2 separate regions of the Zea mays genome follow, and region 2 is linked to region 1. Evidence: chromatin contacts called from public Hi-C data. All regions are on one chromosome and are shown on one strand. The core of a region is the stretch at or near the end of the contact, and the rest is flanking DNA. Distances in the headings are between cores, read along the strand shown. Region 1 holds the start of LOC100279770. Region 2 holds the start of LOC103637325.

The links. A called contact is a pair of places that touch in the nucleus more often than the background predicts.
Region 2: a Hi-C map of endosperm shows a contact between it and region 1, with 3 times the contacts expected there. The contact joins the promoter of LOC103637325 here to the promoter of LOC100279770 in region 1. A contact is called at or near these places in 4 of 25 Hi-C or Micro-C datasets (endosperm, leaf and leaf mesophyll).

Annotation. Positions count from the first base shown.
Region 1 is chr8:137,942,993-137,948,237 of Zm-B73-REFERENCE-NAM-5.0, reverse strand. It overlaps LOC100279770, which reads right to left and starts at 2,429. Exons shown (of 9, transcript NM_001152728.2): 1 at 1,681-2,429; 2 at 1-818. The coding sequence starts at 2,085.
Region 2 is chr8:138,264,168-138,269,412 of Zm-B73-REFERENCE-NAM-5.0, reverse strand. It overlaps LOC103637325, which reads right to left and starts at 2,768. Exons shown (of 16, transcript XM_020543384.2): 1 at 2,125-2,768; 2 at 1,799-2,018; 3 at 850-1,151; 4 at 245-421; 5 at 1-128. The coding sequence starts at 2,360.

The DNA.
Region 1 (5,245 bases), core at 1,180-3,679:
GCAAGGTACTGGATATATGCCGGATCAATAGAAGTCTGAAGAGAAGGTGAGGCAGTTGGACTTCCAATTCCATTATAGTTTAGCATGTTAGACATACCAGCTAAATTTTGTCGAGAAGATACAGTCCCTCCAGGGGATCTAGAACCAATCCTAGGGGAAGCAAACCCAGATCCAAGAGACAAACTGTCAAAAGATGTGAAACTGCCAGCATTAATCTGGTTTCTCATTGTAGATGAATTGGCCAAATTGGCAGAATATCCATCGGGTAACTTAGATTGTCCTTGTTCAGGACGTCTCATATAGTGCTGCTGATTTCCAGTTGTTTGGTCACCCTGTCGATCAAAAAGGAACTTCTGGACATTATCGACATCCTGATAGAGCTGAGACTGGTCCATAGTTTGCCCACTCATTGCCCTAGATGATAAGTTCATCCCAGATAAAGCAGCCACCAAATCATCAGATTCTCCGATTGCGGATGAGCTACGACGGAAAGAAGTGGAACCACCATTGATCTTCTTATCAGTGTTACCAACTTTCACACCAATTGGAGGCAGGGATGGACTAGGGGCCCTCCTCACAAGTTCAGGGTCTGGAGATGCACTCCTAGAAAGAGATGACCCTAAAATAGAAGCAAATGTGTTTGATGGCAGATCATTGTTCTGAATTTCATCCAAGCTCCGTAGACTATTGCTAGAGTGCAGGCCTCCAATAGTTCCAGATCCACGATTTAGACCATACTGTATTCCAGAAGAACCTAGTAAGTCATTACTATTGTGGCTGGCAGTATGCCTATCCATATCACGCTGGTACGAGTCTTCCTGCACCATTTACCACAAGAAGCATAAGTCTGATGTTAGTTCAATGGAAAAGAAAGAATGAACAGCGGTACGCGGGCGGGGGCGGGGGCGGAGGGGTAAAAATGGTAGTGGTTGAATGCAGGACTCCAAGAATTTTACAATGCAGTCATGAATAAATAAAGATCGGCAAAGGGAAGGGTACGATGCTAAGCAAATCACAAAAGATAGAAGATTCTCTCTATGCCCTAATGCAGAATATAGCTCACTGATGCACAGGCATGTCTATATTGCATCGAAGCATTTTGCACGTGAAATATGGAACAATGCTTGTAATGAACCAGTAGACGTTTCTCAAGACCAGAAAGCATGAACTGCTGCGGAAGCATTCATCATAACGTCACTAGTAACGGTATAACGTCACAATCAAGATAGTCAGCTGAAAATACAACTTAGGCCTCCAAAGCCAAATATGGAAAGAAGGCGTTTTTTCGTTCCTTGCGTCACTTATCTTCGCGTAAATAAATTTCGCTATCAATGAAGAAGCACCACTCGAACAAAATCCATAGATCACATATAACTGCAAGACAAAGACATCACCAGAAACCACAGGTCTCACGTGCAATCACGCATTCACACTGTAGAGAAAGCACAACGACTAGACACCTAATATATGTCAAATATAGAAAATCTAAGATACTTGGACGCTTGATATATAGATACTCCACTATAAGTGGAGTGAACTCAGGCCTATCACTCATCAGTCAAAAACAGGAACGACTAGAAGGTCAAAGGCTTTCTCGAAGCACGTATATTATGTATATTAGTAGCACAGAATGAAGGTAAACCTAAGAAGTAAGTGGGAGAAAAGATTCGATCTTTCCACCTGAAAGATGGTGGAGAAGCTCCTCTGGCGACCAAGATCGATCCCGGGCAGGCCGACAGTCCCCTCGGCAGCCGACGCCTGCTGCTGCTGCCTCCTGCCGTCCCCGATCCCGCCGAAGCCCGCGGAGCGGAGGCGGTGGTGCGAGGACCGCCAGTCCTCCTTGGACAGGAGCGGCGGTGGGAGGCGCGGGTTGAGGTGCGCACTGGAGTAGTAGTAGCTCTGGTACGCCGGGTCGGCGCGGAGGTCGTCGTCCACGAGAAGGCCGCCGTCGGCCCCGGCGGCGCCCAGGGCTCCCTCGACAGTGGGCGGCGCGGAGCCACTGCGAAACACCTCGAAGTCGCCGCGGTCGGTCTCCGCGCCAAACGCCGCCGCCTCGCCGCCGCGCGCCGCCATCTCCGTGACCATCGCCGTGGGGGTGTGAGGGGGTAGCAGCGAAAGAGAGAAAATGGAAAGGAAAAGAGGAGGCTAGATCTTTAAGTCCGCCGCGCTAGAACCCCGCCATTACCGAGCTCCGGCGGCCGGAAGCGCGGAGCTGAATCTTTCAGCGCCGGAATGAGCCGAGGCGGCGGGAACCGGGTTCGGATGCTCAGCGCGGGCGAATCGAGGGGCGGGCATCCATCTGCGTGGGGCGAGCGGCGTCCGAATTCAGAGGATTTGGGATTGGGATGGATTTTGGAGGCGCTCCGCCTTCGAGCAGTGGCGTGCTGAGGTAAGTACTGAGTAGGGAGGACTGGGGAAGAAGAGTAGAGAATAGACCGGAGAGGAAATCAGTCAGAGGCCGGTTGCGGCTCGATTAAGTACAACGGGCGGAGCGAGGTGCGCCGTTGGATTTTGGGGGTAGACGGCCCAGATTTGCCCGAGGGCTTTGGGTCCTCTTCTAGGGTTTTGTTCTCACACACACAGTCACATTACACAGTCACTCATCTTTGTTACTATCATACTCCGTGTCACGTGCAAAGTGCGTACATCTATTCCTCTTGCTACTCGTCTACCACTAGCCTATCGCACCATAGATGGTGAAAAAATACATAAGTTCAATATGATATGAAGCCACACGTAGTGTAGCTCTTTCACACAGTGTGTGCCTAAGGGTGGGGCAAAGGGTCAGTCGCCTCAGGCCCCAAATTCATAGGCCCCATTCTAGGTACATGTGTATAGTAGTCAGACTATCAATATATAGTCCAATGATTCAGTAGCGAAGTGTCGAAAAAAATAAAAATTATGGTGTATCCATTACTCATTCGTGTTTAAACATGTTAGAAGAAACTTTTATGTTAATATTGTAATATGTATCTTTTTTACTTGTTTGATAAGGATATTTTTAGATGTTGTTGTTCGAACCTCCGCTCCGACAAGTAAATTTCTATGTGTGTGTCCTGAGCTCTGGAAGGTGTGTTTGGTGGACGCAAGATTTATACTGGTTCGGACAGAACATCTCTACATCCAGTCTTCGGCGGCTCGCACTATCAACACCTTTGTTGCTCAATGCTCATAATAGGGATTATAAGTGGGTTACAAGCGGTGATAGAGAAAAGAAGGGCTCTCAAGTCTCTTACTAGGTATGTACCTCTGCGTTGCAACGGAGGATACTTGTGCACTCATAAGTTATTGTTTAGTACTATCAAGAATCAACTCAATAGTCACAACAAATGTTGAAGTTTGTCATTTCGAACAACCAAAATTTGGCTAATCTATTAATCGAAATAGGCAAATTCTAAGTTGATAATACAAGATATGATGATGTACCATGGTCTCCATAGAACAAATTTGCATTGCAGAGTGAAAAATTATAAAAAAGGAGATCTTAAGCCTATCAAAAGGGGATGGTGAGTTGTGACTATCAAAATTATTTTAGCTCACAAATATGGCCCTTTTATCTTTTATGTTGTGGGGAAATATGGTGTAGCATGATTTCTACATTACATACATATGGATAAGTATTATGACAATATTCAACTCATCTAAAGATGAATCCTCTAAAAACAGGCACAACAACTGAAGTTGTGCACATTCAAGTTTTAGGTTTCCTTACATAGACTATGAGGCAACCATGTAATGTTATTGGAGAGCAGCTGGCAACATTTAGAGAAATGAGGCAGAATGTGTTGAACATAGCTAGTTATGTGCCTATGTGTTGCTACGGTTTCAATCTGATAAAATACGCTAATATACAAAAACACTACTCCCTTCGTCCACATGATTTAGTTGTTTTGGGTTTGTCCTAAATCAAACTATTTTAACTTTAACTAACAATATATATAAGATTAAATTATTTTAAACTAAAAGAATTGTATATTACAATAGTTCAAGTTATGATGAATCTAGTAACTTTACTTTTATGTTGTAAAATCTTATAAAACATCTAATATAATTGGTCAAAGCTTATATTGATTGACTTAGGACAAACCAAAACGACTAAATCATGTGGATGGAGGGAGTAATTGTCATCTTATATCACCAATATCGCGCCACATTAGCAAACTCTCCCTTCTCTATATCACCACTCCCGTAGCGGTTCCCTCTATATCATTTCCCTACAATCCACCATACATATAAAATTACATTTCCCTTCAACTACCACAAGTATCAATCTTTTTGTTTAATTTATCTTTTTCATCACCTATATATATATATATATTAAATGTAATATATCAAATGATGATTAATATTAATGACACAAAATCGATAACCAAATTGGTTCCATTAATTTGTCATTTTTCACAATCATGTCTGAATAGACAAATGTAGCTCAAAGTCTAGTTCAGGAACAAAGGACAGCAGTCCTAGGCACACGACCATCAAAACAACTCAGCTCGATGTGAAAAGTACATTACTACAGACCCCTTTTCAAATGTTCAGATGTGCATTAAGACTAAAACTGAAACAAATCAAACACTTCATAACTTCAACAATGTGCAGCATAACTTCAGGCTTGCATCAAAAAATGGGCTAGGTCTTTTCTTGCCATAATATGCCATCACATCTTCAAGCTTGCATGAGAAAATTGATCGGATCTTTTCTCTTCTTGACATAGTATGACATCACCTTGTCCAATGTCAACAGTTTGTACTAAGGACAACAATAGAGTCTGCAACTTCTCAGCATCATATTTGGACATTATGATGAAGTACTAAAAATAAGGAGTAGAGTGATCAGCTTGCCTTAATTTTAAGTTGGCAACAATAAGATGGTGTACAACGAACAAAGCCTAGTGTCAGGTACTTATGGTGGCAGCCAAATCATCAATATGCCTACCATTTGAAGATGACGTCAATCAGTAGCATACCCTAGTAGAAGAACCTATTTGCCTAGGTGTTGGAAGCACCAACTTCTATCAATACTACTTTTTTATGGTAACAAATTCAGAAATGAGCTTACTCGAGCTATATTAAATGTGACCATAACATTAGGTAAGACATGATTTCGATTGTTTGCGGGTAGGGTGTTGCTTCTAATAGTTGTCACCAAGCAATGGTTAATTTGGATGTCTAGAAATACTACTTGACATAGAATTTCAGCACCTGGATTTTAGAGCGTGCTACACCATCCCATTTGTTATAGGTAC
Region 2 (5,245 bases), core at 1,519-4,018, 320 kb before region 1:
CTCCAGTTGAACGTTGGAAATTAGAACATGAGTTTATAGCAAGTGAACTGGTTCTTGGTGCCCTGCATGCTTTAGCCTTGGGCAGGGGACTTAAGCTTCCGTTTTGCATATCATCAGAAGTATTTACCCTAGATAACAAATTGCATATATCATCCAATAAATGGCAATTTTGCAATACCCTTTCACATATATGTAGCAAAGAAAAAACGTGGCTTATCAGGACAACAGAAGTATCTTAGCTTACTTGTTTCCTTTTACTGTAGTCCTTTCCTTTTCAACTCCAGCATGGCGTTCTCTTCTTTCATTTGGCTGAGCCACATAATCGACATCTGACTTGGGCAGAATGCAGGATACAATGTTGTTCTGCTGAGAAGTGCCATCCAACTTGTTACCTGCTAGTGCTCCAGCAGAAACTCCATGTCTGCGATGTGAGAATTAAGAAAGATGAGCTCTAACATGGATACCGAGGCAAAGAAGATTTCCAAATATAGTGATGGAAGAGGATTCAGGTTGCAAACAACAAAAAAACATGCTGATCAGAGAATAGCCCAAGGAAGAGCTAGAAACACAAGCTGCCAAACACCACCTTTCTGATGACGCACGTGCAGTAATAATGTAGTATCATTCTACTCGCTGATGCTGGACCCTATATCTCTATTTCAAGGTAGCAGATGATATCAATTTGTGAGCATATCACACATATCTTCTCAATGTTTAAGTTTTCCCAAGATTACATGCTTTAGTTCAGCATGATGATCAATCAGAGACGATCATTTCAGAGAGTCAGCAACCAGAAACAAAGTTCTAACTCTCAAGGAACAAAAAATAATGGCAAGCACAATTTTTTACCTATATCCAAGGCCATCACTAGATCGTGGGCGTGCTTCATTGGCTGGTCTATGCTGACCCATGGATTTGACATCTCGATCAGCATCACTGCCTCTGCTGAGCATTGTTCCAACAGAGCGTCTACGCTTCATCTTTTTTTCCCACCCTTCACTGCCAGTAGATAAACCCCGCAATTTTTCATCAGAAAGTCCTGAGACGATAGCAGATATTCTTGTACTGTTCTTTTCCTTCTCCACAGGTGAATTTTTCTCATTACTAACCAAAGGGCCTTGCCTTGTAGGAACACTACCACGTCCTTCCACCTGAAACATGTATAAACAACAGAACCAAGCTTTTTAAGTGAAGAAATTCATAAAGAATGTGAAAATATTATCATGGTAAAAAATTGTGATTGGAGTTCAGAACAGCGCATCATTCATGAAGCACATTAATTAGAAGGCCATATTTTTTAAGGTGAAGTAGCATTGAAACTAGATCAACCAGAGTTGTAGTTTCCAGACCCAAGAACAATGAGACTAGGTAAGGATTATGAGTGACATGAGTGTGAGAATAAAAGGCTATATCAGTTGACTTCGGAATCCGTCCAAGATCACCATTTTCCCACACTTGTCCCGCATGCTCTTTATATGTGAAAAATGAGGTGAGGACAGGGTGGTAACCAGGTCCCCATGCAACTCAGCTTACAAGAGCAAGATTTCTGGAATCTTAGCGGTTTCCACTGATAAGGACAAAAGAACATGAGTAGCTAGGGACACTTGCATGAGTTATAATTAGCTGTTATAAGACTGAAAAGGTACAACCTTTTCAACGACTATGATCCGGATTCCAGAATCTTATGGCGATCATTAATGAAATCAGGAATATTTGCTGTGGCCAAAACAAACTAAGGAAAATAATAAGTGACGCAAAGGCTATGAGCTGAGACGAAGAGTGGGCCGAGCACACGAACCCGGGCATCAGCGAGAGAGGAGCGCACGCGCTTGCTCAAGACAGCAGAGTTGTTCTGCGCCCCCATCCTGAGCGCGCCTGTGGACGAGGAGCAGGCACCGGCAGCCCCGAGCTTGTCGGGCGAGGACGACGCCTCGGTGGCGCGCTGGCGCTTGCGTGTGACAATGTTCTTGTACTTGTCGAGCTTCTGGATGGCCTCGTGCAGCGACCTGACCTTCTCCCTGCGGGGACCGGGAAGGAAGGGGGCACGGAATTGAGCGGCAGCCAGCGTCAGCAATGCGATATTAGACAGAGGGGGAAGGGGGGGAGGAAAGGGAAAGTACGCACTTGGCCTTGACCGCGGAGTCCTGGACGCTGGCGCGGATCCGCCTGAGCTCGTCGGTCTGGTCGTTGGAGGCGAGCGCCCGGCGGAGCTCGGGGTGGCGCCAGTGCGGCTGCTTGGGGTCGGAGCCCCAGGAGGCGAGCGCGTCGAGCGCGAGGAACTGCAAGAAGGGTGGGGTGGGCGGGGGCGGGGGAGCGTGGGTGTCCCCCGGCCCCGCGCCCTCGCGAAAGCTCCCCGCCATGTGGGGACCGGATCGTTAGGGCTACGGTCCCCCTCCTCGTCGTCGCCAGCTAGGCTGGGCTATCTGAGCGCGGCGGCGGCGGCAACGCACATCGGATGCCGCGGGAAGGGAAGGAAGAAGGGTTCAGGCGGCCGATTGGGGGCGGAATTGCTCCCTCGGCGACTGCGAGGGGAAGGAGGGGTACTCGGCGGGGTTGCTGACGTCGTCGCACGCCCGTGAGGAGGAAGCAGAAATGGGAAGAGGAGGACGATTACGAGTGAGACGGAAGCGGAGAGGGGAATTTGGAGTCAACTTTTGCCGCCGGATTGGTCAACGCAGTCTGTTATTGGCCCAATTCGGTATAGGTACTGTTAGTTACTAGTTGTTAAAATTAGTTTAAGACAAACACTCTAGCTATTAGCTACATTTTCAAATTAGCTAACAGTTAGCTAGCTAATTCTACTAGCAAATATTTAGTCAATTAACTGTTAGATCCAATGTATTTAAACACCACTTTAATATAGAGTCCCTCTCAGTCTATGACTATATGAGTTAATTAAAAGATTTACAATAGGCGAGTTCTTCGCATAGACAGTCTTTTCATGGAGAACCTGTCTATACATGACTCTCCATGTATATTGTTTATTGTTTCTTAACAGCTCGTTTGGATGTTAGAATTAGAAGTTAGAATCAGAAAATGAAATTTGTCGGATCCAATACTAGCAGACGTCGTCGAAATTGGCTCCACAGAATTGCCAGCGAATATTGCATGACATTTGTTTTCACATGTGCATGTGTGCCCGCAATTCCGAGCATGACCTCTCGGTTTTCACCAGAAATTAAGTCGCCCTCCCCAATTAAGTGCTCTGTGCGCGTGGGAGGAAGGTTAAGTGTTTGTACACCCAAACCAGATTTGGAATTGGTTGCTACCCTGCGTCCTGCGATACCAACTACCATTTGCATCCCGCATCCAAATCACAACATTAGTATTGCATATCATTGTCATTCCCCCTCAGATTTGGTATTCGTAGACAATTTTAATTCCACCACGTGAATGCCTACATTCAAACAGAATATAACTGTATTTATGATTTAGGGACTTAGGTTGTATCATATAGTCTCTTAGTTGTCTTTTTACTTAGAAAACAGATCTGAGGTCTCAAGGTTTGTCGGTGTTTCGATCTCAGGGGGTCTCTGGACCGACGAGTAAATTATCGCTGCGTGTTCCAGCCCAGATGGGTCGGCGCGAGACAGAATACAAGGGGGAAAACAGTAAGGGGAAACTGCGGCTTCGTGTTGTCCTGCGCCCAGGGCGGATGCGCTTGCAGTAGGGGGTTACAAGCGTTCGCGAGGGAGAGAGAGAGAGCGCGAGCCTTGTGCGTCGGCCCGTTCTCCCGCGCGGCCACCTTCTCGTACGAGGGCCCTAGACCTTCCTTTTATAGATGTAAGGAGAAGGCCCAGGTGTACAATGGGGGTGTAGCAATGTGCTAACGTGTCTAGCAGGGAGGAGCCAGAGTCCTATGTACATGCCGTCGTGGCTGTTGGAGAGGTGTTGCTGCCCTGTTCATGTGATGTCGTGGCCGTCGGAGGAGCGCTTGAGCTTTGTAGTAGCACAGCTATCGGAGTTGTCGGGTCCTTGCTGACGTCTCCTTGCTTCCGTAGGGGGCTGAGAACCGTCGTCGTCATAGAGCACGCGGGGTGCCATCATTACTTGTTTACCGGGGCGAGCCAGATGGGACGCCGGTCTTGTTCCCCGTAGCCTGAGCTAGCTAGGGGTAGGGTAATGATGTGCCCCCCTGCGACGTGGTCGGTCCGAGCCCAAGGTCGGGCGAGGCGGAGGCTCCTCCGAGGTCGAGGCTGAGTCCGAGCCCTGGGGTCGGGCGAGACGGAGACCGTCGTCCGAGGTCGAGGCTGAGTCCGAGCCCTGGGGTCGGGCGAGGCGGAGACCGTCGTTCGAGGTCGAGGCTGAGTCCGAGCCCTGGGGTCGGGCGAGGCGGAGACCGTCGTCCAAGGTCGAGGCTGAGTCCGAGCCCTGGGGTCGGGCGAGGCGGAGACCGTCGTCCGAGGTCGAGGTTGAGTCCGAGCCCTGGGGTCGGGCGAGGCGGAGTTCGTCTTCCGGTGTCGAGGTGGAGTCCGAGCCCTGGGGTCGGGCGAGGCAAAGCTTCCTATGGCGCCTGAGGGACTTGACGGCTGTCAGCCTCACCCTGACGGGTGGCACAGCAGTCGGAGCGGCGCAGGCGGCGCTGTTTTCTTGTCAGGTCAGCCAGTGGAGGGGCGAAGTGATTGTGGTCACTTCGGCTCTGTCGACTGAAGAGCGCGCGTCAGGATAAGGTGTCAGGCGATCCTTGCATTGAATGCTCCTGCGATCCGGTCGGCTGGCGAGGCGATCTGGCCAAGGTTGCTTCTCCGCGAAGCCTGCCCGAGCTGGGCCTCAGGCGAGTCGAAGGTGTGCCCGTTGCTTGAGGGGACCCTCGGGCGAGACGTGAATCCTCCTGGGTCGGCTGTCTTTGCCCGAGGCTGGGCTCGGGCGAGGCGAGATCGTGTCCCTTGAGGGGACGGAGCCTTGACCTGAATTGCGCTCATCAGGCCTTTGCAGCTTTGTGCTGATGGGGGTTACCAGCTGAGATTAGGAGTCTTGGGGGTACCCCTAATTATGGTCCCCGACAGTAGCCCCCGAGCCTCGAAGGGAGTGTTGGTACTCGCTTGGACGCTTTTGTCGCACTTTTTTGCAAGGGGACCGGCCTCTCTCGGTTGCATTTTGTTTCGGTGGGTGCGCGCGAGCGCACCCGCCGGGTGTAGCCCCCGAGGCCTCGGAGGAGTGGTTTGACTCCTTCGAGGTCTTAATGCCTTTCGTGATGCCTCAGTCGGTCTGATTGTTCCCTCATGCGAACTGGTCATAGCCCGGG